7 separate regions of the Mus musculus genome follow, and all the other regions are linked to region 2. The links are chromatin contacts, called in public HiCAR-type, HiChIP or PLAC-seq and promoter capture Hi-C maps. All regions are on one chromosome and are shown on one strand. Each heading gives the region's core, a stretch centred on a gene start, on an enhancer-like site or on the middle of the called end of the contact. The rest is flanking DNA. Distances are from core to core; before and after follow the strand shown. Region 1 holds the start of Mpzl2 (myelin protein zero-like 2). Region 2 holds the start of Bace1 (beta-site APP cleaving enzyme 1). Region 3 holds the start of Atp5l (ATP synthase, H+ transporting, mitochondrial F0 complex, subunit G). Region 4 holds the start of Kmt2a (lysine (K)-specific methyltransferase 2A). Region 5 holds the start of Ube4a (ubiquitination factor E4A). Region 6 holds the start of Scn2b (sodium channel, voltage-gated, type II, beta). Region 7 overlaps BC049352 (cDNA sequence BC049352).

What was found. Promoter capture Hi-C pulls out the DNA fragments that hold promoters and counts their contacts. HiCAR-type assays count read pairs that join an accessible place to other places. HiChIP or PLAC-seq counts read pairs in DNA pulled down with a chosen protein or histone mark.
Region 1: a contact with region 2 is called in an H3K27ac HiChIP or PLAC-seq map of extraembryonic endoderm stem cells, with 7 times the contacts expected there. The contact joins the promoter of Mpzl2 here to the promoter of Bace1 in region 2. A contact is called at or near these places in 3 of 115 datasets of contacts at active chromatin or transcription factors (embryonic stem cells, extraembryonic endoderm stem cells and pancreatic cancer cells) and 1 of 9 other capture datasets (embryonic stem cells).
Region 3: an H3K27ac HiChIP or PLAC-seq map of embryonic stem cells shows a contact between it and region 2, with 4 times the contacts expected there. The contact joins the promoter of Atp5l here to the promoter of Bace1 in region 2. A contact is called at or near these places in 3 of 39 promoter capture datasets (hippocampal neurons, liver and neural stem cells) and 4 of 115 datasets of contacts at active chromatin or transcription factors (craniofacial prominence, embryonic stem cells and large pre-B cells).
Region 4: a contact with region 2 is called in a promoter capture Hi-C map of liver, with 2.7 times the contacts expected there. The contact joins the promoter of Kmt2a here to the promoter of Bace1 in region 2. A contact is called at or near these places in 4 of 39 promoter capture datasets (cranial neural crest, hippocampal neurons, liver and 1 more), 2 of 115 datasets of contacts at active chromatin or transcription factors (astrocytes and large pre-B cells) and 1 of 9 other capture datasets (embryonic stem cells).
Region 5: a promoter capture Hi-C map of liver shows a contact between it and region 2, with 2.5 times the contacts expected there. The contact joins the promoter of Ube4a here to the promoter of Bace1 in region 2. A contact is called at or near these places in 4 of 39 promoter capture datasets (cranial neural crest, hippocampal neurons and liver) and 1 of 115 datasets of contacts at active chromatin or transcription factors (astrocytes).
Region 6: a HiCAR-type map of astrocytes shows a contact between it and region 2, with 2.4 times the contacts expected there. The contact joins the promoter of Scn2b here to the promoter of Bace1 in region 2. A contact is called at or near these places in 2 of 39 promoter capture datasets (hippocampal neurons and liver) and 2 of 115 datasets of contacts at active chromatin or transcription factors (astrocytes and embryonic midbrain).
Region 7: an H3K4me3 HiChIP or PLAC-seq map of embryonic forebrain shows a contact between it and region 2, with 8 times the contacts expected there. The contact joins the enhancer-like site here to the promoter of Bace1 in region 2. A contact is called at or near these places in 2 of 39 promoter capture datasets (the C10 cell line and embryonic stem cells), 1 of 484 Hi-C or Micro-C datasets (cortical neurons), 9 of 115 datasets of contacts at active chromatin or transcription factors (embryonic basal ganglia, embryonic forebrain, embryonic hindbrain and 6 more) and 1 of 9 other capture datasets (embryonic stem cells).

What each region holds. Positions count from the first base shown.
Region 1 is chr9:45,039,646-45,043,615 of GRCm38.p6, forward strand. Mpzl2 (myelin protein zero-like 2) reads left to right here and starts at 2,699. Exons shown (of 6, transcript NM_007962.4): 1 at 2,699-3,149. The coding sequence starts at 3,092.
Region 2 is chr9:45,836,113-45,839,874 of GRCm38.p6, forward strand. It overlaps Bace1 (beta-site APP cleaving enzyme 1), which reads left to right and starts at 2,433. Exons shown (of 9, transcript NM_011792.6): 1 at 2,433-3,176. The coding sequence starts at 2,916. It also overlaps the pseudogene Gm7286.
Region 3 is chr9:44,918,907-44,922,671 of GRCm38.p6, forward strand. Atp5l (ATP synthase, H+ transporting, mitochondrial F0 complex, subunit G) reads right to left here and starts at 1,836. Exons shown (of 3, transcript NM_013795.5): 1 at 1,704-1,836. The coding sequence starts at 1,755. It overlaps Gm30934 (a long non-coding RNA gene), which reads left to right and starts at 1,821. Exons shown (of 2, transcript XR_379340.4): 1 at 1,821-2,211; 2 at 2,322-3,765.
Region 4 is chr9:44,878,705-44,882,851 of GRCm38.p6, forward strand. It overlaps Kmt2a (lysine (K)-specific methyltransferase 2A), which reads right to left and starts at 2,585. Exons shown (of 36, transcript NM_001357549.2): 1 at 2,145-2,585. The coding sequence starts at 2,570. It overlaps Gm39326 (a long non-coding RNA gene), which reads left to right. Exons shown (of 4, transcript XR_870694.3): 2 at 788-3,999.
Region 5 is chr9:44,964,074-44,967,846 of GRCm38.p6, forward strand. It overlaps Ube4a (ubiquitination factor E4A), which reads right to left and starts at 1,527. Exons shown (of 21, transcript NM_001346698.1): 1 at 1,412-1,527.
Region 6 is chr9:45,116,406-45,120,240 of GRCm38.p6, forward strand. It overlaps Scn2b (sodium channel, voltage-gated, type II, beta), which reads left to right and starts at 1,471. Exons shown (of 4, transcript NM_001014761.2): 1 at 1,471-1,688. The coding sequence starts at 1,619. All of the region lies in intron 1 of Gm10684 (predicted gene 10684), which reads right to left.
Region 7 is chr9:45,218,984-45,222,922 of GRCm38.p6, forward strand. The region is part of intron 1 of BC049352 (cDNA sequence BC049352); the gene reads left to right. Among named protein-coding and RNA genes, the nearest start is that of Tmprss4, 17 kb to the left of the region's middle. Within about 2 kb of position 1,703, at least 29 of the 459 cell types and tissues checked have an H3K27ac peak or open chromatin away from gene starts, as enhancers often do.

The sequences.
Region 1 (3,970 bases), core at 1,449-3,948, 800 kb before region 2:
GTTTTGCTTTTGCCTAGGATTCTGAGAAATATAAGTTTTTACCAGTAATTGGTGCAGAGAGTGTCTTTATGCCTTTTGAACCTCCGGTGAGCTTCCTACCTCCGAAGATCTAAATATCCTGCAGCTACTGGGAAGACAGTTGGAACAGATGTTCTTGCTTCCTTTAGGACTAAGGCAATGTTACAATGTTACAAATTTTAATGATGACCAGGACTCTTCTCTGGTAAGTTTAAGGGAAAAGCAGTATCTTTGAACACTTCCTTTTAATCATCAGAATGTCCTTTCCTTTTCTCTTTCTTTGTTTCTTTTTCATTTGCCCAGATATAAACTATTTCTTCGGCTATCTTCAGATGTCTCTTGTTTTGATTGAAGTTCCGCACACTGGCATCTTTGGAATACCAAGGGGGCAATGAATGCTCTTTTTATTTGCCATTTTCTCTTAACAGGTTCAACCCTCAGTCTCCTTCTTCGCCCAGGGTGGGAACAGTGAGATAGTTGGAGCCTCTCCTGTTAACTGGAAGGAACTGGGCGTTGCTGAACACAAAGCCAAAAACTTGACCTGGGCTGAGGAATGGGATCCGGGCAGCTGTGCCCCTCAGAGCAAGGCTGGCTGCCAGCTCTCAGGGCATCTGGTGACTGGGGAGGAATTCCTCTGCTTGGACAACAAGCTTTCTATTCTGTTCACTGCCTCCTGCCCTGATTCCTCACCTGCTGTTTCAGAGTGTTCTTCGGTTAACTCCACCTCTCACTGAATTTTGCAATTTGCTGTCAACTTAACCTTTCCCTGGCTCTGTCTGTTTGGAATGGCGTTTCTCTGCAAAGTCGAAAGCCAACCAAGATGAAGTTTTCTTTAACTCGCCCCCCTCCCTACTCCCGGGGTTCCTGGAGCTGACCCTTTTCTGACCTACCTACAGGGAAGGCTACATCTGCCCACCATGTAAGTGCCACTCAGCAACCCAGAATTTTCAGTTTGGGCTGCTCAGAATCACCTAGACTCTAGGTCCTAGAGGCTGGCGAAGGAGCCAGACACTCATTACAGGAGCGCTTTGGTGCCAGCACGCAGCTGACCTCCCTCTGGGGCAGCCCCTGCGCTCCCCAGAGTAATGAGTAGGTTTGGGCGAGTGTCTGCCCGTTTGTTCCATCTCTCCTCCACACTTTTCTTTTTCCTTCATGTCAGTAATTTACCCCTCTTTGGGTGGAATGCTTTTATTTTATCGCCTGCTCGATAGGACCCAGGGTCCTGGGTACTCACTTTGTCCTTGAGCTGCTAGACCCCTAGCCTGACGTTTCTTTATTTTTCTACCCAGTCTGGCCCTTGCTTCCCTCCTAGCAGCACCCTTTTTACCGGGGTTCAGATAGAAGACTGTGGTACGGATCACGGAATAGTTTCTAGATAGCTAATCCAGGGATAAGGGCGATTCAATTGTATTCAGTGTCCCATCCCCCATCTAGCTTACTTCTTTAAAAATTTAAATTACATTTTAACTAGTCTTTCCCTCCCTCTCCCCTCCCCCACCCCGTGTCTCTGTCTCTCTGTTGCATGTGTGCATGTGCACCATAGCGCGCGCGCGCGCGTGTGTGTGTATGTGTGTGTGTGTGTGTGTGTGTGTGTGTGTGTGTGTGTGTAGGTCAAAAGGCAGTTTTCAGGGTTTGATTCTCTCCTTCTACCACGTGGGTTCCTTAGACCGGACTCAGGTGGCCAGGCTCCTTGGCTTGGTGCCAATACTTATGTCGTAGCCTCCACCCACTTTTTAACTGCATTCGGTCTTGGTTGCCTCTGTTTGCCAGCTTGCTGTTGTGCCTCTTACCAGATGAAGCCCTTTATCTCCGCGTTTCAGGCCTCTCAGATAGGTGGCTGTCCTCAAAATGGCAGTTGAAATCTGGGGCACAGGAAAGGTTTTCTTTTCCTTGAGAGTTCACTGATCACCCCTATCAGGCTTTTGGTTTGTGGGCAGGGAACTCACGCAAGTCAGGAAGCTTCCCATGGGGCTGTGGGTGTAGCTCCGTGCCAGAACACTTGCTTAGTAAGTACAAGGTCATGAGTTTAGTCCTGAGTATTGCCAAAGCTGGGCAGTGACTCCCCAACTTCAAGGTCCAGCCTGGGCTACATGGTGAGACAGTCTCAAACAATAACATAGAACACACAAAGATTATGGGCAATTGCTTCCCTCCTGAGCGTTTTTTTTTTTTTTCCTTCCAGTACAGGGTTTCTCTCTGTAGCCCTGGCTGTCCTGGAACTCACTCTGTAGACCAGGCTGGCCTCGAACTCAGAAAGAACTCAGAAATTCGCCTGCCTCTGCTTCCCAAGTGCTGGGAGTAAAGGTGTGCGCCGCCACCGCCAGGCTCTAAGAGGTTACTCTTTACGCTGTTAAAATGGTATTCCTTTCCATAGGATTGTGGAGAGAAAAGGATGCCCAGAAAAGTCCTTTGCAAACTGCCCTAAGCTGGGAGAAAGGAGCAGGGGAGTTGCTCTGAGCTGAGAAAGGAACCAGCATTGAGACTTGGTTTCTTTCTGCTGAGTCTCAGGAGAGCCTGTTCACACCAGAGGGTCTCAAGGAATTCCCAGAACTGATGGGTGCGGTGAGTCAGGCCCTAGGCTGATTCCAAGGACAGGAATCACTGCAAAACTTTCAATGTTCACTTCCTAGGCAAGACTAAAGTCTGTTTTAAAAGGGTGTGTGTGGGCCAAGTTCAGAGCAGTCTGGGACATTTCAAACTGGCACCACCTCCTCTGGCTGCTTGTGAGGCCATCCGGAGGCCAGGGCTCGGTCAGATGAACGGAAAAGTAAAGAGAGGACCGCAGAGTCTGAGACCTTTGCGCAGAGGGCTGGAGTGTGGAGAGGGGCGGGAGGGAGAATCAGGAGGAGGGCGCTGGGTGCGGAGGCCCCACCTTTCATTCCAGAGCTGTACCGGCCGGGGCGGGATGAGTCACGACTGGTTGGCTCCGCTGTGCGCCTTCCCATAGGTGAGGGACTCGGACCTCTCCGTGGGTAAACTGTGCCGCCTGCTCGTCCTAGCCTTGGCCTTGGTTGGGTGCTGGAGTCCTGGGTCTGCCGGGTTTGGCCTCTGGGGCCACGACTGGCTTTCCCTGATGTATGGCAAGAGCCCCGCGCTTGTGCTTCCACTTCTCCTGAGTTTACAGCTCACAGGTAAGAACTGGCGGGCTTCTAGGATTTTCTACCATTGCCGCCCATTCTGTAAAGACAGAGCTCATGGCTTGAAGAAATCTCAAGGGCTCCGTTGGGAGATCGTGCCCCAACTGCAATTCGTTCTAGTCCAGACTTCGCCGAAACTTCAGTTCGGTGGGTTGCTTTGGGGCAGTACTTTGGGCAAACAGGTTTAGGTGTGTTTGGCCGCCCGTGATTGAGGCACACAGAGGGCTTTCTGATCTCAGGTTACACACCATCTTTGTGTGGCTGCTCTCAACCTCGGGCTGCTGGCTAGATTTGGCCCTTGGATTTCCGTGGGAGGATTTTGTCTGCGACTCCCTGCAGCACCAGAGAGCAAACCTGGATTGTCAGAGCGAGAGTCCCGCTGTGGTTTTGAAGCTGTCCCAACCAATGCACGTACCAGACTTGTAAATAAGCCACGTGGTGTAAGGCTTCCAGGGGTGCAGGCAAGCGCAACTGCTGGGGTGGATTGACCTGCAGGCTAGCAGCAGCCCCAAGTCTACATGTAGGAAAACTTCCCTGCTTGGAGACTTCTTTTTTCCACAAAACAAAACAAAACAAAAAAACATACTGTGTTGCTTGATCGTAATACGCCACGTCTGACCAACGTTTGGATTTTTGTTTCTTCTTTCCATCTCCTTTGCTGATGTTTGTAGTTTCTGGTTATAGTTCTGAAATTGGTGCGGTAAGGCTGTGAAGAAAGTGAGAACACCAGGTAGTTTTACCTCTAATTGGCCCTCGGGATGGGAGGGTCAAAGCTGTGTGCAGGCAGGAGTATGTAGACTCCTGGTGAAGTGAAT
Region 2 (3,762 bases), core at 1,183-3,682:
CCCAAGATGCCCTTTAGAGGGCCCTCAGATGCCTGCTTCACCACCTTCTTGATGTCATCATACTTGGCAGGTTTCTCCAAGCGGCATGTCAGATCCACGATGGACACATTGAAGGTAGGAACACGGAAGGCCATGTCAGTGAGCTTCCCATTCAGCTCTGGGATGACCTTGCCCACAGCCTTGGCAGCATCAGTGGATGCAGGGATGATTTTCTGGGCAGCCCCACAGCCATCACGCCACAGCTTTCCAGAGGGGCCATTCACAGTCTTCTGGGTGGCAATGATGGCATGAACCGTGGTCATGAGCCCTTCCACAATGCCAAAGTTGTCATGGATGACTTGGCCAGGGGGGCTAAGCAGTTGGTGGTGCAGGATGCATTGCTGACAATCTTGAGTGAGTTGTCATATTTCTCATGGTTCACATCCATCACAAACATGAGGGCATTGGCAGAAGGGATGGAGATGATGACCCTTTTGGCTCCACCCTTCAAGTGGGCCCCGGCCTTCTCCATGGTGGTGAAGACGCCAGTAGACTCCACAACATACTCAGCACAGGCCTTACCCCATTTGATGTTAGCGGGGTCTCGCTCCTGTAAGATCGTGATGGGCTTCCCATTGATGACAAGCTTCCCATTCTCAGCCTTGACTGTGCCATTGAATTTGCCGTGGGTGGAGTCAGACTGGAACACGTAGACCATGTAGTTGAGGTCAATGAAGGGGTCGTTGATGGCAACAATCTCCACTTTGCCATGTGGAGAGCAGATGGCAGCCCTGGTGACCAGGCGCCCAATACGGCCAAATCCGTTCACACCAACCTTCACCATTTTGTTTACGGGACGAGCCAGGCACTGCACAAGAAGAAGCGTCTGTCTCTGGAACAGGGAGGAGCAGAGAGCCCCTCAGCTTCTTTATTTAAGATGTTTCCTTCTAGTTTACCTTTTTTTTTCCTAATCAGAATGACTGCTGTATTTTATCGAGGGCTTTCCACCTCTGATAAATGATATGATGACACAGTCACACAGTTTTAAGCTATCAGGGCCCCAAAGCTCTTCATCTCAATGAGTATGCTGGAATGTCTCCCAGTGATATACCAATTTGAGAGCAACTGATCCTCACTCTGACTGATGGGAAGTAATCAGATGGGTCATGAGGATTCGTGACAGGAAACCATCAAAGACACAAACGGGCCGGGGGGTGGTGGCACACGCCTTTAATCCCAGCACTTGGGAGGTAGAGGCAGGCGGATTTCTGAGTTCGAGGCCAGCCTGGTCTACAGAGTGAGTTCCAGGACAGCCAGGGCTATACAGAGAAACCCTGTCTCCAAAACAAACAAACAAAAGAAAGACAAAGGGATTCAGGCATAGAAGAGGTGGCCACCTCATAGCTGGGGCAGGTTAAATGCTCTGAACAGAAGAGGCGGCAGGTCTCCCTGTCGGATCCCAGTGACTGGTTTGTTGACTGGAATACTCTCGTCCCTTTCACCTTGCTCCTCCAGCCTCTGCTCCTGAAAACACTTCCAATTTTAAGGTCACCTCTTCTAGATTGCCCATTTTTTGTTTCTTTTTTGAGGCAGAGTTTCTCTATGCAGTCCTGGCTGTCCTAGAACTACCTATGTAGAACAAACTGCCCTTGAATTTACAGAAATTCTCCTGCTGAGATTAAAGGCAGGTGCCTCAACATCCGGGGTATACCCCCAAATTTTGTTTTATTTTATTTTATTTATTGATTTTTATTTTATTCTTTTTTTTCTTTTTTTTTTTTTTTTTTTTTTTTTTTTTGGTTTTCGAGACAGGGCTTCTCTGTGTAGCCCTGGCTGTCCTGGAACTCACTCTGTAGACCAGGCTGGCCTGGAACTCAGAAATCCGCCTGCCTCTACCTCCTAAGTGCTGGGATTAAAGGCGTGCGCCACCACGCCCAGCTCTATTTATTGGTTTTTTGAGGCAGGTTTCCAGCTTACCCCAAAATTCTTAACATCACACTGTGGCAAGAATCACAGTTCTCCCCGGTTAATCTCTTTTTGGGATCTGTGCTTCTTTTTCTACTCCTGTGCAGGGGTAAAGTGGCTGGCATGCATGACAGGGTGCGCACGGGGGTGTGGGGGGGTGTTAACCAATGCTGATTCAGGAAAGTGAGGCAGGAGAATTGCATCAAAGTTGAAGCTAGCCTAGACTACACTGTATGTTTGCAGGACCCTGTACCCTAAATAAATAAATAAATAAATAAATAAATAAATAAATAAATAATGAAAGAAGGACTAGCAGATGAGAAGTGTATGATATTGGTTCCTTCTTGCTCTGCTAGAGCTAAGGAAATGCTTTCCCGCTAGGGTCTTGCAGAGTGAACTCCATCTCGGCAGAGGGCATCCCAGACCCCTTTCAGCTCCGGAAGCTGGGCTGTCTGCCATGGGAAGACTACACTTCCCAGAGATCCCAGGGAAAAGCAAAAACCCTTTGGCTTTGACAGCCACCGCCACAAGCCTTTCCGCCTCCCCAGCCTGCCTAGGTGCTGGGAGCTGGGAGCTGGATTATGGTGGCCTGAGCAGCCGACGCAGCCGTAGGAGCCCGGAGTCCCTGTCGGTCCCCAAGCTGCAAAGCCCGCCTGGAAGACCCCGAAAGCTACGGGCTCGGATAGCCATGCCCGCCCCTCCCAGCCCCACAAGGGGCCCGATCCCCCCGCTGGCGGCCGGCGTCCAGATGTAGCTGGGTCCCCTGGATCGCCATCGTCGTCTCCTCTCGTGCGCTACGGATTTCTCCTGCCCACTCTCCGCCGCCTGGACCGGGAACTGAGCGAGGGGCCTGCAGACTCTGCAGTCCTGATGCCGCCGAGGCCGCTCTCCTGAGAGAAGCCACCACCACCCAGACTTAGGGGCAGGCAAGAGGGACAGTCACCAACCGGACCACAAGGCCCGGGCTCACTATGGCCCCAGCGCTGCACTGGCTCCTGCTATGGGTGGGCTCGGGAATGCTGCCTGCCCAGGGAACCCATCTCGGCATCCGGCTGCCCCTTCGCAGCGGCCTGGCAGGGCCACCCCTGGGCCTGAGGCTGCCCCGGGAGACCGACGAGGAATCGGAGGAGCCTGGCCGGAGAGGCAGCTTTGTGGAGATGGTGGACAACCTGAGGGGAAAGTCCGGCCAGGGCTACTATGTGGAGATGACCGTAGGCAGCCCCCCACAGACGGTAAGGTGGTCAGATCTAGCAACCCTCCTTCATGCATGGTAGAGGGGTGATAGGGTAGAGATGAAGCAGCCTGCCCTGATAAAATGGTTTGTTTAGTGGGTGCAGAATGACCGCCCGCTCCTATTCCTCCAGGATCCGGTTGGGAGTAGCCTTTCCATTTCCCGCCCCCTCTCACTGGCATCCAAGCCCCAGGACTGACTACTCACCTCTCACTCCCACTGCCCCATCCCCCCACGCCCAAGAAAGCACTTCAGTGGTGGCTGACCCTGGGGAAGGGCCAGGCACGGGGACACTGTAACAGGTGTCAGTGGCCGGAGTCTCTCATATTCCATCTCCACACTCTCCCCTACTCTAGTGTTGCGGGGGGGGGGGGGGTATCTAAGATCCCCACCTTCATCTTCTTGAGAACCCAAAATCCTGGCACCAGTTGGATCAATCAGCCCCTTACTCTAAGTCTGGGCTGCCATAAGCCAACAAAGTGAGAGTCTTAGTAACATCCATGTAGCCTCCAAGTCCCAATAGACTCTGGCTTCCCCTAGTCCCTTCCTCCTTTATCCCAACCCCCACTCTCTACACTCTAGCTCCT
Region 3 (3,765 bases), core at 586-3,085, 920 kb before region 2:
AATACTTTAACATTCACACTTAATACACCAGCCTGGGCTGGAGAGATGGCTGCTCTTCCAAAGGTCCTGAGTTCAATCCCCAGCAATCACATGGTGGCTCACAACCATCCGTAATAGGATCTGACGCCCTCTTCTGGTGTGTCTGGAGACAGCTATAGTGTACTCACATACATAAATAAATAAATCTTAAAAAAAAAAAAGCCCCAGCCTATGCTGCAGAGCACAGTCTACGTAACCTTCTGTTCCCTCAGAGCCCTCAGGTCTCAGTACTTCTGGCAGAACAAGTTATCTTACAGTTACAACAGTGGAAAGGTTTTATGTTGTTTCTTGACCAAAGTTTACCTTGATAATGTCTTTCATTTTGGATTTCATCAATAAAATCAGTTTTAAATTTCTGAATACAAGCTACCTAAAAGATGCAAAAGTCATACGGCCGGAAAAATACTCTCTACGAAATATTAAAAATAGCACCTCAAACCATCAAAGTCCAAACGTCAAAGCCTTTTGGTTGTATTGGTGTAAAAATTGTAGTACGTTGCTTCAGATCACCTAATGATTTTTTACTAAGGAAATTCTTTGGAAAACAGCTATTGGCAGCCTCAGGTTCCATAGGAAGGAATCCAGTATTTATAGACTCTGGCTGGCACTTTAAGGGTTTAAATAGCTCACTAGCTGGTGATGAAGGGGAGAAAAAAAAGAATTACTAAATATGCAAACAGGTTGGAAAGCTCAAAATTACAAGTTTTTAAAATTCCACCTCAGAGGGCTGGAGAGATGGCTCAGCGGATAAGAGCACTGGCTGCTCTTCCAGAGGTGCTGAGTTCAATTCCCAGCAACCACATGGTGACTCACAACCATCTGTAATGGGATCCAATGGCCTTCTCTGGTGTGTCTGAAAACAGCTAGTGTACTCACATAAGTAAAATAAATAAATCTTTGAAAAAAAATCCACCTTCAATTCACATTTCATAACCAAATTTGAACATTTGGAAATAGGACCTTCAACCACTTAATACAATACAGAAAAGAAGAAATTGTAAACTTAATCTCCTGCTTCAAAAATACAGTAATTTTCTACTCAGAAGAGAACTGTATCGATTGAACATACTGCTCAGGCTTATAACTACTCAGTGTTTATCTGAGAGACCGCGGTCTATCAGAATTTTCAAACAAAACAACCTCACGAATGCCAAGCCAAGGTTCTGAAGACGACTGCTGACAGGCGTCGCTTTCTGTGCTGACTGGGGAGGGGATATTCACCCCTACGTTCCAAATTCCCTTCATCGGACGCAGAATTCTCTAGGCTCTAACCAGGATGGTAAGCAAACATAACTTTCAAAGATCTCTCACCCGTCTTTAAAATTTCTGATGGCTTTCAAATACTTCGCTGAGACGCAGACCAGCTATGAGGTCTGATGTGTGACCTCTCTCTCCCCTGTTACCGACCTCCCTTCCCAACTCTCCCGGCACGGTAAGGGGGCATCACGGCGTTCGCGGCGGAGTGAGGCCGGGCAGAGTTACACGACCCACTCGCTCCCCGGCCGAGCTAGGACCCTGCAGCTTGTGAGCTCTAAGCAGCCGCGGGCAGGCCAGGCGAGGCTGCGGCCTTACAGTGGCCTCCTGGAAGCCCTCCCGACGCCCACGGCCCCTTGGTGCCGCAGCACAATCCCTCCCCTCGCGAGCCTCTCCCGGGCTGCGCTCACCGGCTACCATCGACGGTGCCTTCTCCGCGAAGTTACGGATGAACTTGGCCATGGTCTAAGGTGGAAGGTACGTCTCCCCGAACCGCCGGCTGAATGTCACCCCCGGAAGGACCCGCGGCAGGACCCCTTCCCCATTTCCAAGGTCAGGCTGCCCCTCTCTGTGCCTGTTCAAAACATATAGGTATTGATTCCCTGTTTGTGGCATCTCATTAGTCAGTTTACTTTGTTCACTCCAAGTAAAAACCTAGATATAAAAAAAAATGAGGCGCGATAACACGTGAAGAATCCTGAGATTCCTCAGGGAGCAGGCATTACTTGGGACAGCTATTCATGTTGGTCCGGAAGATCGGTGAAGTGGGGGAAATGCGCATGCGTTATTGGTTTTCTTGGCTTGATCGCCACATTAGCTTGCGGCAGTTTTATAGCTTTTCAGAAAACATGGAAAACGAGGCTGGAGGGCTTCATAAGATGCTTGTGGGCCTATACGTTCGCTTTAAAGGCATAGCAGGTCTGAGGTCAAATAGGAGCTTTAAGGGGCCACATAGGCGTTACATTATGTGACTCACCCATTCACCGACTTCTTTAATTGACTTTTTATAATTCCGTTTTCCTCCGCAGCCAGTATCAGAATTGGGATCCAATCCGGTTTTTCAAACAAGCCAGTAGGAGCTGTGCGGACAAGAGGAAGAAAGTCATGTGTGTTGAGGGTGTTGCACTGTGCCAGGCATTTTGTAATTTGGTGGAAGCATGCTTTGGGCATTATCCCCTTAGAGACCAAGATTCCTAAATAGTCATAGAAGGAGTCAGTTGCAAGATAAATACGCAAAGGAACATAAGGTTAAGCGTGGTGCTGATCTGGGAAGGCGTAGAGATTCTTGGTGTATAAGAAAATATACAAATTCCAAAGGCTGTAACTTTGACATTATGAATGAAAACAACAAAAACAAACCAGGAAACCCAAAAACTATGTAGGAAAGTAACATTTGATGAGGAGAACAAGTTCTGGAAAAGCCCAATCTTTAGAAGAAAAACTGAGGGGCTGGAGAGATGGCTCAGCATTATGAGCACTGACTGCGCTTAGGTTAGGAGTTCAAATCCCAACAACCACATGGTGGCTCACAACCATCTGTGATGAGATCTGATGCCCTCTTCTGGTGTGTCTGAAGACAGCGACAGTGTACTTACATATAATAATAAATACATCTTTTAAAACAAAACAAAAAAAAACCTGAAGTAAAATTCATGGGGTGGTTAGAAAAGTTAGAAGTGGGATCAAGGAATCAGTGAGGGAGAGACATGCTGCCTTAGACAGTGAAGTCAAATTAAAGCAGGAAAGATAACCTGAAACCCACATTATACCAGCATACAGGAGCCTGAAGATTGGAAGTTACAGGCCAGTCTGGACCGAGGTAAGACAGGCCAGCTAATTATGAGTATGAACATCTGTGACATTAACTAGAAAAGGTTTCAAACCCTTAGAAACCAGATTGCAGCAATGAAGAAATATGGAAGCAAGAGAATATAAGTCAGACAACCCAAGAGGAAGGTGGAGCTCAGGAGTCCAGGACAGGGAGACAGCAAAGAAGGCAGAGGAGTTTGTTTGGGAATGGTGGGACCTCTTCCTTAAACGGGGTGAAGGGAGAAAAGTTTCCAAGTGAGGAGTCTGACACATGCCACCTGTGTGAAAAGGGAGTGGTGAGCAAGGCTACATTTCAGAGTGTCTGAAGGACACAGAGAAGAGCAGAGAAGGGCAGTGGTGGAGTCGACTGGTCTGTGGGCTGTACAGTTGCCTGTAGTTTAGGTAGCAGAGGGTAATGGTTAAATTAACCTAAGCTGAGATCCTGCATGCCACAGGTATGGGAATAGAATAAGGACATGGTGGCAAAGTATTAAAAGGTCTGTTATTTAGGTTGGATAGTGAAGCCATAAAGGAACTAATTAGAGTCTAAGCTCTTAAGACTTTCTCCCGAAGACAGCCGGAGGGTACCTCTAGAGCAGTGGCTCTCAACCTTCCTAACGCTGCCACCCTTTAATACAGTTCCTCATGTTATGATGACCCCAG
Region 4 (4,147 bases), core at 1,335-3,834, 960 kb before region 2:
ATTTAAGCACCAACTCCATGCAAGTAACCTGACCAGCTCAGCCTTTATGTCATGTATGAGGCCTTTGGTTCTCCAACTACCTGGGATCTGTGTTGTCAGCTTAAAAAATACAGAATTGGCCTTTCAAAAATCATAACAATAATCTACAGCAACCAGTCAATACTCGCAAATAACCCTGTTTACAGCAGCTGCCTTCTGAAGGCTGGAAAAAGGGGGTGGAGGCAGAGGGAAGAGAGGCAGGGAAAGAGGATGCTGGAGCTAGCAAGCTATATAGCAAGGAACACGCCCCCATCATGTCCTCCTTACTCTGTCAGAGGCGGTTGTTGTCAGTCTCCTGAGCCAGCTGCCTTAGAAACAATTTTTAAAAGGAGGCTGGAAGACTAAAAACTTAAAAAAAAAAAAAAAAAAGACCAGCTCCTTGAAAGGAGAGGCAGGGGTCCCTAGGATTCCCCACCCCCGTCCAAGGCCTTTGCTAAATCTAAAGGGGTGTGGGGCATAGTGGGGCACAAGGGGTTTGCCCAGGATATTTTGTGTGCCCCAACGGCAGTGCACGCAGGAAACGGCTGGTTGCTATCTTTCCCTTTCTGTTTCAATCAACAGCTCCAGAGCAGCAAACCCCTACCCCCCCTTCACTTCAGCCCCTGGCAGCTGCTCTTCCTCCCCCTAGAATCCCCCATTACATTCCCCCCCCCCCCTTCCCCTGCGATTCAAACTGCCCTTTCTGCATCCAATGGAAAACAAATGCGCATAGCCATTGACTGAACCTGAACTCAACTTCCCTTCCCAGGGCAACTTTCCTTTTTGCTGAAAAAGGCTGAATTCCGTTCATCGGAGCATCCCGGTTCTCAGCCTTTACCTCATCCACCTTGAGTCTCCCACTAGGAATCGCAGAAAGACTAACTTGGCTTCATAACCCTCCTCTTTCTCCCAACCCAAAGCATCAACAACCAACGCCACCACACTAAGGCAAAACTGTCCTTTTATCTACTCTCATTCCAACCCGGCTTTCCTCCACCCCCTTCCAAGACCCAGGATTGGCCTAGGAAAAGGTGGATCAATAATGAAATGACGAGAAAAAGAGAAGGGCGGGAGGGAGCCAGGGCCAGAGGCTGCAAGCTCTCAGGCGCAGTGGGTGGGGTAAGAGAGCAGCTGCTTCCCTTGGGAGGATGCAGTCCTAGTTCCCCCACAAACATCACCCCTCACCGGGGCCCCCTTTCTCAAGAGCTGGAGAGAAACCCTGCTCCTCTCAAGGAGAATGCTAGAAAGTAGCTCTGCTCCAAGCCTAGGGGAACACTGGACCATTTTCCCTCGAACACACCTCTGGTCCTTCCTCTAAAGGAGGGAAAGGGGTGGAGTTGGAGGTAAATCCCTGACACCAGCAGCCTAGGAAACGTAGCCCTGGAAGATGAGGAAAGAGACAACGCTGGGGAGAGCACTGTTATCTTCGCAGGAGAGATGAGAACGACAAGGTAGAGAGAAAGCTTTCCCCGAGGGGTAGGGCGGAACGAGGAGGCCTGGTGTGCAGGAGGTGGGAGTGGGCTGGTGGTAGAGGTGAGACAAGGGGGAGTGACTGGCAAGGTGAAGACCTGGCTGGGGAGGGAGGGAGGGTTGGTCAGGTTTTCAGAAGCAAGGTGCAGGAAGGGACCTGGATTTCCCAAGGGCCAGGATAAGAACCTGGCTCTGGATGAAGCCACCACCCGAGAGATGTCCAAGGGGGAAGACTGCCCTAGGAGTAACACATCTGCCCAGGGAAGGAGGCGGAGATGTGGCGGGATCAGGTCTCTGGCAGAGGGAGGGAGGAATCTGGCTCGGATGAGGTAATCTGTGAAAGGGAGGAGGGGTTCAGTCCCGGGATGGGAAACCCCCGCAAGGGGGTCTGTGCCAAGGGATTTGGGGAAGGGTCCAGGGGAAGAAGGCGGGACGGGGGCTAAAGGCCCTCAACTAGAAGGGTCTGAGCCCTCGGGTAAGGGCGCCTGGGGGTCTGCAGCCCATAACGGGGGTCCTGAGATGGGAGGGCCATTTGCCCCACGTTAGGGACCCCAGGATGTTTCCAGAATTGGGATGCTCCTCAGACCTGCATGGGGGAGGGGAGGGGTTCTTCAGAGGGTCGAGACCCCGGACCTTGGGGTTCCTCGCCCCCTTACCTCTCCGCTGCCGCCTCCCCCGCCGCTCTCCCCAAACACTGCCCGGAACCGGCGCAGGTTGGTGCCGATGGCGGCCGAGACCTGCAGCGCCGCGTCGAAGCCCGGGCCCACCCGGAGCAGGGCCGGCCCTGAGGAGGCTGAGGACGATGACGAAGACGAAGACGAGGCGGACGACGAAGAGGCTGCTGAGGCGGCGGCCGCTCCCCCTGGAACCCCAGCCCCGCTGCTTCCCGCCGCCGCCGCCGCCACCGCCGGGGGGGAGGGGGGCGCCCCGGGGCCGCCACCGCCGGCCTGGGGCCCGGGGGGAAGCAGCAAGGCCGGGACGCGTTGCCGCGGGGCGCCCCCTAGGCCCCGGCGCCCCCCGCCGCCGCCGCCCCCGGTGGTCCCGGGTCGGGCGGGGAAGCGCCACCGACAGCTGTGCGCCATGTTCGCCCCGTAAGTGAAGCAGCGAGAGGGAGAGGCGACAACACAGGGGGGCGGGGAGGCGGAGGGGGGGGAGCGGCGGGCCCCGGAACCTGCCTAACCCGCCTGGCGCCGCCCAGATGGCCGTACCCCGCGGCCCGCTATGCCGAGCGCCGGGTGGCGCCCGCCTGCCCTGCAATCTGCATATGAGCCTCTGGCCTCCGCCTCCGCCGCCCGGAGGCCGCTGCTCTATGCCGAGCCCCGGGCCCGGCTCCTCCCGCCCGGCAACCTGGATAAGTGCATGCCCCGCCCTCCGGGAGCGGCAGCGCCAGGGAAGATGAGGGGGGGAAGGAAGCCCTGGAGCCCGGAGCGGAGGCGGGTTCCGGGGAGAGGGGGGAGGGGGCGAGGGCGGCGGGAGGATGGAGGCGGAGGGAGCGGGTGGCCCGCAGCCGAGAGAGCCGAGAAGCCGATTACACACGTTCCCGGGACGCGCAGGGACTTGAGCGGCCCAGGAGAACCGCTTCCAGTGCGGCGCGGCTGCTGGGTCCCCGGAGGAGCGAGCCTTCTCCGCCGCTTTGGAGAGCGGCGGGCTTAGCCCTTATGGAACGCTTCTAGAATCCAGAAAGCTCCATTGTACTCCATGCAAAACCCAAGCGTCGCCCAATTGATTCTATGCAAAATGGCAAGGCTCTCGGCGAACGCGCCTTAAAAAAATAAAATCCAATAAAAGAGGAGCCCCTCCCATCTTCACGCTTGGAGCTCTTTCCAAAATCCACACAACCGTGTGGTCGGCCTCTGCCACCTCCTCGCTCCACTGTGCGCTGGAGGGAGGTGAGGGGCTTCTGGTTTCCGTGCCCTTCTCCGGAGTTGGGGTGTGTTTTCCCAGTCCAGGCGTTGGAGCCACAGCGTGCGCTCCGCAAACGACCTGGCGTTACAACGGAGCTGAAACTGGGTGGCTAACGGACAGGGCCTGGAGGGAAGAGGCGGGCAAAGGCGCCCCGCCCCTTCTTCCTCCGCTTCCAGCCTGCCGCTGCATGCAAAGCAGACCCTAATGTATGCACACGGAGGGAGGGGGCTCGCCAGCACATTTCTCATGATTGGGAGGGGGGGGGTTTGAAGCCCGGCGTAGGGCATTATGATACACAGGGTTAGCAAGCCGAGAGGGAGGGAAGAGGGGTAGGGCAGTGCCGGGGGTTGATGGTGGGGTGAATATCCACGGGATTTACTTTATTGCAGGAAATGGGAGACGGCGCCTCCAGCGAGGCGTTAGAAGCCTGCGGGGATGGAAAAGCCAAGGAGGGAGGGAGAGATTGCTGCCCGAAGAATTTGCCTTGGCTGAGGCTTAGGGATCGATACACTGCCTGCAGACCCGGAGCAGCCTCCATCTCCCCCAACCCCCAGCCGAGGTGGAGTTCGCAGGAAGGTCATGCAGCCGTCCAGGTCTCCCGCACCGGTACCCGGCGCTGCTCTAACCAGGACCTCCCCGGGTGGCAGATTTGGGAACGACAGGGTGGTTCATAGTAAGGCAGGTAGCAACCAGCTCCAGCCCACTGGAGGGTGTACTGCACGCCTCCAGAGGTCCACGGCCTCCTGGTGCTGAA
Region 5 (3,773 bases), core at 277-2,776, 870 kb before region 2:
GAAACACATATGGAGACATAAGCAAAACTAAAAAAATTATCTTTAAAAAGAAACAGTAATAGTAATAATAAACCCAAATTCCTTGTTTTCAGTTGCCACACAGAAACACATCCACTTTCTTGATAGCTTTTGGGATGGCACAACTACCAGCCCCCCCAAGGCTTTTGGATTTGATTCATTTTTAGTAAGTAACTTCACTTTACATACCTGCTGCAAAAGTCTACATCTCTAGGAAGTGTCAACCATTGGACCCATACAATTCTCTCATTTTCTCCTGACTCAAGCTTCTACTTATATAGAGTGCTGCTAATCCTTTAAGGCCACTACTGGCTCCTGAGAGCATACAGATATTTTAAGATCATGTCCAATCCAGTTTTAAAGTAGAACTATTGGTAACACTGAAAAACAGATTGCTATAGCCAAGTTCTATGGCTAAGGTGGGGTTGGGTGTAGCTCTGTTCTAGAGCACTTAGTATGCACCAGGGCTTAGTTTATAACCCCAGCAACTCCCTACCCCAAGCCCAAATTACACTGTATTAAATTGTACTCCATAAAGTCTCTATTTTGGAATTTAAAAATGTTCCCAAAGTAACATGTCTACCTGGAAATACCTTCAGTGTTACATTAGGTGTCGTAACAAAAATCCTTGCAATACGTTTATCTGCAAGCTAGGATCTCATCAAGTGAAGCACATACACGTCCGAAAACAAAAAAAGAACACAACACAACAAACAAAACCGTCTCTAACAAACCCTGGCATTTCATCTTGGGCCCCATTTTATGTCTCTGGGACCAAAAAAGTCAATGACATTGAGACTTAACCCATTCTTGCTCTAGGAGACAAAAAAGAATCCTAAAAGGAACAATACTAAACACAAAACGTCTGACTCTATGGTCAATCTGAGAAATGTTTTCTCGACCAAGAAAAACTCGAGCAGAATCCAAAGAGCTACAGCTGGGAAGCCGTCACTCGCTTTAAAAGTCAACCTCTTGCTACACGCACCCTACTGGTTTGATTGCTATGAGTCGAGCTTCATTTTGTCTCCTTGGCATCTGGCACTGTCGTTCACTCTTCGTATTTTATCCTTTGGGGTTCAGTAACATTCATAGGCAGCAGGGAGACCCACCCACCCTGCGCAGGTCCTAGATAAAATAAGTCAAAAGACAGCCACAGCCCACACTCGGGCCTTTCCTAGCAGGGACTTGGCAAAGAAGAAGGGAATGTGCAGAGCCACCGGACGCCGGAGCACCGTAAGGGTTTCCAGATTAGACAGGGTCGAAGTTCAAGACGGACCCGGGTCAGGCAAGCAGTTGAGAACAGCAGGCATGCAGGGGCCTTGACTGGCAATTGCTTAGGAGAAAACCGGGTCGCAGCCTCAACACTCTCGTCCTCTTATACCTTGCCTCTTACCGGAGCCTGAAAGGGCAGGGACGACGACACCTCACAGCTACAGCGACCAAAAGGTTCTTACTTCCGACTCAGCAAGGCAACCGGAGCTGACATCATCGCTGAGCGCCGAGCCTGTTGGGTCTTTACCCCGCGCCGGAAGTAGGGCGGTGTCGGGCTTCGCTAATGACAGAGAAAACACCGAGGAGGCGCATGCGCACGTTTGCTGGCAGCTAGCGAGGGTGGGGGGCGGGCCGGAAGTGGCTTTGGGATTGGGCTAGGCAGCAGGGCGGGGCGGGGCAGGGTTGGCTATGACTGCGTGCTTTGAAGTTTTGTGGAATATGAAGCTAGACCTTGGAAATCCATCTCTTGAGGGCAGATACACTATTGTGGTGTCGGGCTCTGCACAGACTGTGACTTTTTGCTTTTTACGCTCCCTTCTGTCCTATGGCTTTTTGGAGCCGTTTCACTCGTTGTGGCTTAGAAGCAGTAACAATACCAACAAGGACAATGTATAAGACGTTTTGAGCAGGTATTAGGTGCCAGGCAGCGCGCTATTTTGGGTTGGTCTTAGATTTATCTATACAATGCTAACAGTATACAGCCTACAAGTCTGGTTAATTTTTAGTTTTTAATTTTGAAAAATATTTATGAGCATTGATTGGTGTTTTGCCTGTATGTATGTCTGTGTGAGGGTGTCAGATTCCCTGGATATGGAGTTACAGACAGTTGTGAGCTGCAATGTGGGTGCTAGGAATTGAATCTGGGTCGTCTGAGCCATTTCTCCAGCCTTGGTTCTTAGTTTTAGTAAGGAAAATGAAAATTAAAACTGTAGTGAGTGGGACACCGTGGGGCATGCTGTAATTCTAGCACTTGGTACATAGAGACAGGAGAATTGAGCATCCGAAGTCATCCTCTGCTATTCAGTGAGTTTGGACTAACCTAGGGTTACTTCAAACCAACCATCCAACCAACCAAAACCCTACCCTATTCTGAGATACCCCTTAAAAAAAATTATATTGGCACAGCTCAATACCTCAGCAAGAGATTGGTAGCATACATGCATAGGAGTACCAGGCACTTCTTTGCTGTACTTGATAGTGTATATCTATATAACTGCTATGAAGTGAGATTTAGTTTAATAAAATTACATGTTCAGATATTTTTCAATGATATCTTTTATTCTTATTTGTTACTAATACTTTACATATATTCTAAGTGACATTTATTGTTAAAGCTAGACCAAATCCCTAACAATGACCTACAAATAATGAGACAGGAGACAATCTTGTCTTAGACATGACCTCCCAAATGCAACAAAATCTATAAAATGGAATTTATCAAAAAGACTTTTGCATTTCAAAAGTCACCATTAAGAAAGTGAGGTTGGGGCAAAGATTAATATTATGTGTTGTGTAAAAAGCCATTGCTCTGAGCTGAAGAGATGACTCAGCGGTTAAGAGCACCGCCTTACTTTCCAAAGGAGGCAGGGTTCAGATTTCAGCATGCACCTAGCAGCTAGAATCACTAACTCCACTCTCAGGGATACAATGCCCTCTTCTGGCCTCCATTGGCTCTGCATGCCCATTGTGCAAAGATAGACCAACAGCCCTAACACCCATATACACAAAATAAAAATAATACAAAATAAATGTTAATGTGGCTATATTGAAGTAGTGACAAATATTGTTGAAAATTCAAGATTCATAAAAACAAAAAGCTGTCATGTCAGTAGGGATGTAAAACGATGCTGTTAGTTTAGAAAAGAATTTGGCTGTTTCTTTAAGAGCTAAAAGTGAATTTGCCATATGATCTTCATTCCTAGGTCTTTACTCCAGAGAAATGAAATTATAGTTGCATAAAGAGCCTTGCACGCTGGGCTGTGGTGGTGTAAGCCTTTAATTCCAGCCCTTGGAGACAGGGCAGATGGATCTCTGTGAGTTTGGGGCCAGCCTCATATACAGAGAGAGTTCCAGGACAGCTAGGGCTACACAGAGAAACTGAGTCTTGAAAAAACCAAAATAAAAACAAAATAGAACATTTCAAAAGAATCCTCATTGCAGCAGTGCTTATAATAGCCGAGAAGTGAAACCATCATGTGTCCTTTGACTGGGGAATGGACAAGCAGTGGACTGCCCATGAAATGGCTTTTCAGCAAGAAGAAACAAAATACACATATACTTGGAGTTCAAGGCTAGATAGATAGCAGGACCTGTGGGAAGCCACATATGCCATTACAAGGTGACGCTGGCTACCACTGGCCACCACGCATACGGTTGGGTAAACAACCAATGTGTACATATGCAATAACGTTTTTTGCCAAGACACTGCCTGGCCCGGGCATGATAATGAGGTTCTGTGAGGTACTGAGAGTATAACCAATCAG
Region 6 (3,835 bases), core at 221-2,720, 720 kb before region 2:
TCCTGGCTCTGATCTATCACCTGTACATTGGACCTAACGTTAAGATCAAATTGTGATTCCTCACTGTGGACAGATAAATGTGCACAGCTAAATAAATGATTGCTGTTTAAGGACCTGTGATACGCTTGGCTCTGTTCTCCTCTTTGCTTAGGGCCACTTCTCTCCTAACTTCTACTTGTGACAACCTGTATTCTCCCCTCCTTCGAAATAACAAGTTTCAAACATACACCAAAGCCAAGGGAAGTGTGCCCCAGGCACCACCAATCATCTGGGACCATCAGCTACATTACCCACGGGTGTTAAAAACACAGACACTATCTTTATGATACCCGGCAGCATTAGACGTTATTTGTTGACATAATCAACGTCCAGTTTACATTCGCTCCCTGCTCCCCTTGTCTCAAAACCTGTTCCTTTCCTTGTTGATTTGTTTGAATCCGGGTCCCTCAGAGGTCCATGCTCTATTCTCTTGTAAAAGTCTCTTAGGCATTTGTGCATCAGCCTTCTCTGACAAGTTCTGTATTCTGCGGAAATGCTAGAGCAATGAGGAAGTCATTACTTTCCAAGAGCCTCCTGCCCACTTCGCTGAACCCAAACAACAAAAGGCAACTCTTTCCTGGGTGTTTACATCTATGTACGTACGTATGTACGTACGTACGTATGTATGATCTATCTATTCTCTTGCCCCTCCCCGTGTGTGTGTGTGTGTGTGTGTGTGTGTGTGTTGGGGAGAGACAGAGAGAGACAGACAGACAAACAGAGAGACAGAGAGAGAGCATGTAGCATGAGTATACAGGTGCCACTAATGTGTTGAGGTTAGACCATAACTTGCAGGGATCAGTTCTCTCCTTCTGCTGGGTGACCAGGTGTGTTCCCGGGGATCAAACTCAGGTCATCATGCTTGGCAGTGGCCACAAGCACTTTCCCCAGGGAATCAACTCACAGGCCTTTGGGGCGTATTCATATGATAAAAAGGACTTCCTTACAGCCCTTTGATAAAAACAGATGGCTCTAACAGTCTTTCTCTTTTTCCTTTTTTCTTTCTCTCCCTCCTTCCCTCCCTCTCTCCTTCTCTCCCCTCCTTCCTCCCCTCTCTTGCAAGGGTCTTGCTTTGGAGCCTAGGCTAGCTTTGGACTGCTATGAGTTCAAGGCAGTCCTGTCTCTGTTTCCCTAGTGCTAGGATTGCAGGCACGTGCCACCTCACCTAGAATTCTCTAACAATTTTCAAAGTCTAAAAATCATTTCAAATGCAGTAGGAAGGCAAAATTTGATTGAGCTCTGAGTTTAGAGGCTAAATTTTCTGGCAACTTAATTTCTTCCAGGAATATCTTTTTTATGCCCTCCCACCTGCTTTCTGAAATCCACCAACCACAATATTTACTCCATCCCCTTTTTTTTCTTCCTTTCCCTTATACACCACCCCCCTCTCTTTTTAGCAGCCACATACAAGTCGGCCATATTAGAGAGATGGAAATAAAGCTTCCTCAATGTTGCATATGTCTTTGAAGTACATCCGTGCATTTTCTTTTTTAGCATTTAACCATTCCTACCTTGTGGTCCTTGGTCCCTCAATCACCCTTTCCCACAGCCCACCCGCCTAACGTCACAGTCTCTGAAAATGCACAGGGATGCCTGGCTACCTCGCCCTGCCTTCAGTCTCACGGGGCTCAGTCTGTTTTTCTCTTTGGGTAAGTTAGAACCACATCTGCATGCTCCTAAGGGTCAGAAGTGCAGCTGCAGCGGAAAGAGGAGGGGGCGGGGGAGGGGGCAAGAGGGAAGGAGTGTGAGCCGCTTCCCTCTGTGTCCTTGGGAAGGGGCGTGCTGGGGATCTGGGACAGCTGGGACTGCCGGATGCTGGGCTTCTCCTTCCCAGAAATGTTGACTAGAGGGTGAGTGTTGCTCGGGGATGAAAATGGTCAAATTTATCAAGAGGTGGTTCATCCTGTAGATTTCCCTGAAGTGGACCCATGTGGGGGTGGGGCAGAGCTAGGCTGCTCTGCGGTCTCTTCAGGGATTTTTCTCTTCACCACCACCACCACCACCACCACCACCACCACCACCACCACCACCACCATCATCATCATGTTTTCATTTTCAGTTACTTCCCAAGAGATCTCATAGGAGTTGCTGGCTTCTTTAAAAGTCTCATTTGTGAGCCCGTTCCCTGGGATCTGGTGGATTTAAAGGAGATCGCGTTCTCGAGAGTTGGGGGCAGAGAGTTGAGCCTATCCCACCAATTTGTTGGGATGCGTGTGGGAGGAGGTGGGTATCAGGCTTAAGGACCAGCTCCGGGTTGGCAGGAGAGGCACCAGAGTAGCTGCTACCGAGGCAGGCACCCCTGGTGTGAACCAGATGGAATGGATGAGGTCAGGTGCCCAGGATCCTGGGAAAAGGAGCAAACTGTAAGTGGAACCTAGGGAGAGTTCCTTTAAAACCAGTCTCCGTGGTCCAGCCCAACCTTGCAGACCACCCTGTCGTAAGGTCCCAAAGCCAATTTCATAGCTGAACACCTAGAGACCTCGTACTAGGCAGGTATGTTAGGAGGCTATTTGTAGGCCTGCTTCCCGACTCTACCCCACCCCACAACCCATAAGGTCTCACTTTGTAGTCTTGGCTGATCTCGAACTTTCAGTGATTCTCCTGTCTCTTTCTCTTCCTGGGTGATGGGATTACAGACAAGTGCCACCATGCTGGGCTCTAAACCTGCCTTGTGGACAGTTTTACTCTCACTCTTAAAATTCTCTCTGTAGTGCCTGAGGGTCAAGTTTAAGGATCTTAGGTGAGATTAGGTCCCACTATAAGCTCTCTCAATCTGTCTGTCTCTCTGTTGTCTCTCTTTCTGTCTCTATGCTGGTCTCTGTCTCTCTGTCCCACCTTCTGTGTCCTTTCTCACTGTGCTGGGTGGTATATCCCCCCTCCCTCTCATGCTGGGTATAGGGCCCACAGGGATAACAGAGACATGAAGCAATCCTGGTAACCTGCAAGATAAAGATCTAACATCTTTCGTCTTTCGGAACTGGACCCAAGTTTAAAACTAGCTTTGTGTTTTACTCTATAACCATGGGCGAGACCCTACCTACCCCGAGCGCCACTTCAGCATCACTGCTCCCATGGGAGACTGGAGACTGTCTCTTGCTTGGTGAGCTTGTGACCTAACACACAGCAGGGGCCAACATGCTTCCCGTGAACCCTGGCATGGCATATTTTGCTAAGCCCTCACGCACAGCAGTTACTTGTAGTAGATACTGTGAATCTATTCATGTTCTAGGGTGGAAACAAAGGCACGGTGAGGTTCAGTAACTCCTCCAATCAGGTCATGTGACTAGCATGAGAGAGCTGAGATTTGAACTCAGAACTGAGATTTGTATCTGGCTTAGCACATTCTTTTAATATTGGGTTCTACTGCCCCCAATGTTCAGGAAGTGGTACTACTCTGTTGGCATTAATTGGTCAAGAGTATCAAGTACAGGCTAAAAGGGGGAGTAGGAGGAAGATCTGAATTTAAAAAAAAAAAAAAAAGCCAGAGGTGGAGGACAGATCTCCTCTCAGGCACTGGCCACAGCCTCCTGTCAGATGGAGGCTGTCTATGGCAGCCATATTTAAGTGAACAAGGCCAGGGCTTTGGCAAGAGGACCAGCGGGCCTGGCCTTGAGGGAGATGGTGCCTTGGATGCAGACGCCTGCGCATGAGGGCTGCAAGGAGGCAATGGGAAGAAGTGCATGTTTCAGCAGGTCTGTGAGAGTGGAGACCTGGAGCTTCGGGAAGCTGTAAGGAGGCACGCCTCTGGCAGTCCATTCCCTCGGCAACGGAACTTGGATGCTTGCAGTAGCAGTGG
Region 7 (3,939 bases), core at 453-2,952, 620 kb before region 2:
GTATCCTCATTCAATATGGAAACAAGACTGGGAATCTCACTGTGGAGAAAGGCCTCAGCTTTCTTCACCATTTCTGCTCATCATGGATCTTGGTACCCAGCAGTTGTCTGGGTTCTTGCATCCCAGCATCCCAGCATCCCAGCATCCCACCTACACCTGGAGTGAGGCAGGACTCAGGGAATCTACTCTGCTTTTCTAGGTGAGGTAGCAAAGGAGTAGAGATGGACCCACACTGGGAATCATACTAAGAAGGGTCCCAGAGGCCCACTGCATCTGGTGCCTGTATTCTGTAGGTCTTTAAAGATGGTGGCCCATTAGTTGTGTAGTGTGTTGCTATGGAGACATCCTTTCATGCAATTTCTTACCGAACCCTTTAGACATTCTGAGCTGAGTTTGAAAGTCTGTCACAGTCCCAGAACAGAGAAATTATCTCTCAGCAAGCAGCAGGGATGGAGTCACCTACTGTGTGCTATTCCCCTTCCTGTCAGCACAGTCAGACATCATTACACCCTCCCCAGGTGACACCCACTTTACAAGCATCAGGTCACACAGGATAGCATTCTTTCCAAATGTGACCCTCTCACCTTACTTCACATTGGCCTGGTGCAGGAGAATTGTATTTATTGGGCATAAGAAGTCCCACACCTGTCTTGGGCTAGGCAGTCTTTGTAGGATGGTAGGATTTTGAAAGTCATTTTAGTTACCCATGCTGGCTTTTACAGATCCTCACACTGGACCAAAGAAGAGTTTACTAGTGCCGGTTGATTCAGTGAGACTGCATGACATACATCAGCCCTGGGCAAACCCAGATAATACTTGGCCTGGGGTGGGTCTCATCCTGCTCTGTCCCGGACCTGCTATCTTTCCCAGCCTGACTGTAACTTGCCTTTCTTGCCCCTTTGTGGCTCACTCTGGCTTCCCTCTTAAGCAGTGGGCTCTAACTGAGGGCCAAGAAAGCAAAGGGGTTCAGAGAGTGCTGGTTTCCATTTGGCAAGGAGACGGCACCAACCATTTTCTGAAGTGTGTGTGTGTGTGTGTGTGTGTGTGTGTGTGTGTGTGTGTGTGTGTGTTTATGTGTAGGTCAGAAGACAACTTGTAGAAGTTGGTTTTCTCCTTCTGCCATGTTGGTTCTGGGGATCAAACTCAGGTCTTTGGGCTTGGTTGCAAGCACACTCACCTGCTGAACCTTCCCCTCATTTCTTCCTGGTCCCTACAGGCTACCCTAACAGGAGGACATATTTAGTGTCTATCCCTGGAGTTCCAGGTGGGCCCATGTACTCTGCCATGCATGCATACCCTTTATTTGCTCTGCCCTTACTCCAGGAGAGAGGCACTCACCCCATGTTTCCTCACACTCTGAGTGAACAAATGTTCATAAAGTGTGTTTCTGACTAGGTGTGCCAAGTCCAGCCCCTGGCACAGTCCTCTTCCCTCGCTGGGCCCCTCCTATCCAGAACTCCAGAATTTCTTGTGTATCTATGCTTTGGCCACCTGACTATCCAGATCTGCCTACGCCCACTCCACCCAGGACCCATCCCAACCCAGGACTCTCCCATACACCTGGCCCTGGGGTGAATACCAGAGTTGATATTGCTTTAGAGGAGAAACCTCAATACAAGGTGGGGCAGAACTGGCACAAGGGGTATGGGATCACCTTGGGGCTACAGGAAGTCTCCAGGGCTGAGTAGGAGCCAAAAATGTGCTATGGACAGTAACTTCCTGCTTCAACAGAATAGTCCCACAACAGAGTAGCTGCCCCACATACTTGAGAGGCCTCTCAAGACAAACTCCCTACCACTGAGCTACAGTCTTTTGTTTGTCTGTTTGTTTTTGTTTGTTGTTGTTTTGTTTTCTATTTCTCGACAGGGTCTTATTGAGATACCCAAGGCAGATCCTTCACTTGTAATTCTCCTGCCTCAGCCCCCCAAGCCTGGAAATTCTTTTAAATGACTGTAGGACACGTTCTACTTATGTAGAACAGTTAGCTGCCCTACTTCCTTGGCGCCAACAGAGTTTACTCTCATGCCTGTGGTTAGCCTGATTCTGGAGCCAGTTATCAAATTATGAATGTAGGTGAATTGATGCTGAGTATAGCTATTGATTTTTTTAAAAATTTGCATTTAATTTCACAAAATGGCCTCATGGCTTCGCAAAACTCAATGCTCAGTGGTCTGTCGTCCATTTCTTCTCCTTTCTGGTCTCGTCGTTTGTTACAACTATATTTTCTCCTCTGAAGGAACTGGGTCTCCTGACTCCTCTGGTCTCTTAACTTCAGCCCCTTCCTGGTTTGGTTTCTAGGCCCCTGGAGAAACTCCACCATTTTCTTGCAAAGTGTCTTATCACAGTTGAACCACAACACTCTGACTCTGGAACAATTACCTCCCACCACAGCGGGCCCCGCGTGTGGAAGCTGAACTGTTACCCAGTTACATGGATGTGAGCATAGCAATAGTGTCATGTGATCCCAGGGAGTCCTCTCAGTGGTACCCCCAAATCAGGGTTCTTGCAGCGTTCTCAGACTCCCTTTAACTTAAGTGGTGTGTCACACTTCTCTGGAAGAGACTCTCCCTTTGTTTGTCTTCTCTACCAGAGATCTGTAGTGACTCTTGGGCCTCCTTTTCTTGTCTGTCTGGCAAAACAACAGTGTATGACAATTGAATAAACACACAACAAGCTAGGACTGGCCTGAAGAGGCAATTACATAAGCGGTTCTACCATTTAGCCTTCCAAGAGCCCTTCCCTTGTTGGAAAAGGAACCATTTCTGCCACTAGGGGGCGCACGGCTCACAGGAATGTGTTCTTCCGTGCTGTGGTGTGAAAGTTTGTAAGATTTTTACAGTGAGATATTTGCAGTGAGAACGTGGCTCATGTTCCTTCAAGAGCCAAGGGAGACAGAAGGAAATGGCTGTGTATATGTTATGGGGCAGAGGGCAACCATAGAAAGTAGAGAGAAAGCATTGCCTTCAAGAAGGAACGTGAATTGCCCAGATCAGGTCAAGCACAGTATCTTCTTCCAACCAGAGACAGTATGGCTACAGTATGACAGCCACTGTGATGTGATCTCAGGACTGCCCTCTGTACTTTTCAGTCACTGTCTCCAGAATTAGCCCTGCTTGGGCATTTACTGCATCCAAGAAACATTTGCCCTGAACCCGAGTGGGTTCTGCCTTGAGCTGGAGAGACAGGCTCTGGGCACACAGACATGGGTAAATCCATCTCCAGAGAAGGCAGGTGGGTCCCAAACCCGCAGTTCCAGGTACAGCATCTGTGTGTGACAGGGGGCTGCTGAATATGGCACTGTTGACTCTGGAACTTGAGTGATGGCTTCCTGCTGAATGCAGGATGTGCTGGGGGCCCTGAAAGGCCAGTGGGAAACTAGAGGGGAGGTTACAAGAGCACAGGTAGGACCATACCCTAGGCCATGGCCTTGAAGTAGGAGCCTAGTTGGCCCGTCCTCTTGGGTATGACAGGACAGTGCCAGGCAGTGTTTGTGGGATGAGGCTGCAGGGTAGAGGGTTATAGGGTGAGAGAGTATATTACCTTTCTAGTTGTGACAGCAGACACAGTTGAGGAAAGACCAAGGCCTTTCCTTTTAAGGAAGGAAACCTTTATTCTGGTTCATGGTTTGAGAAGCCATAGTTGGTGGAGGAGTCATGGTAGCGAGAACGGTGAGAAGCCTGGTCACATTACATCTGCAGTCAAGATCCACGGGGGGGAGATGTTGGTGTTTAGAGTGCGTGTGTGTGTGTGTGTGTGTGTATTTGTGTGTGTGTGTGTGTGTGTGTGCGCACGCGCGCGTGTGTGCTCGCATCTCCCTCTATTGCTTCTTCCTTATTTTCCCTGGATGCTGAGGATCTGAATTCATGTCCCCAAGTTTGCACAGGAAACATCTCTCCCACTGAGCCGTCTCCCAGCCCTCTTTTCTCTCTGTATTCAATC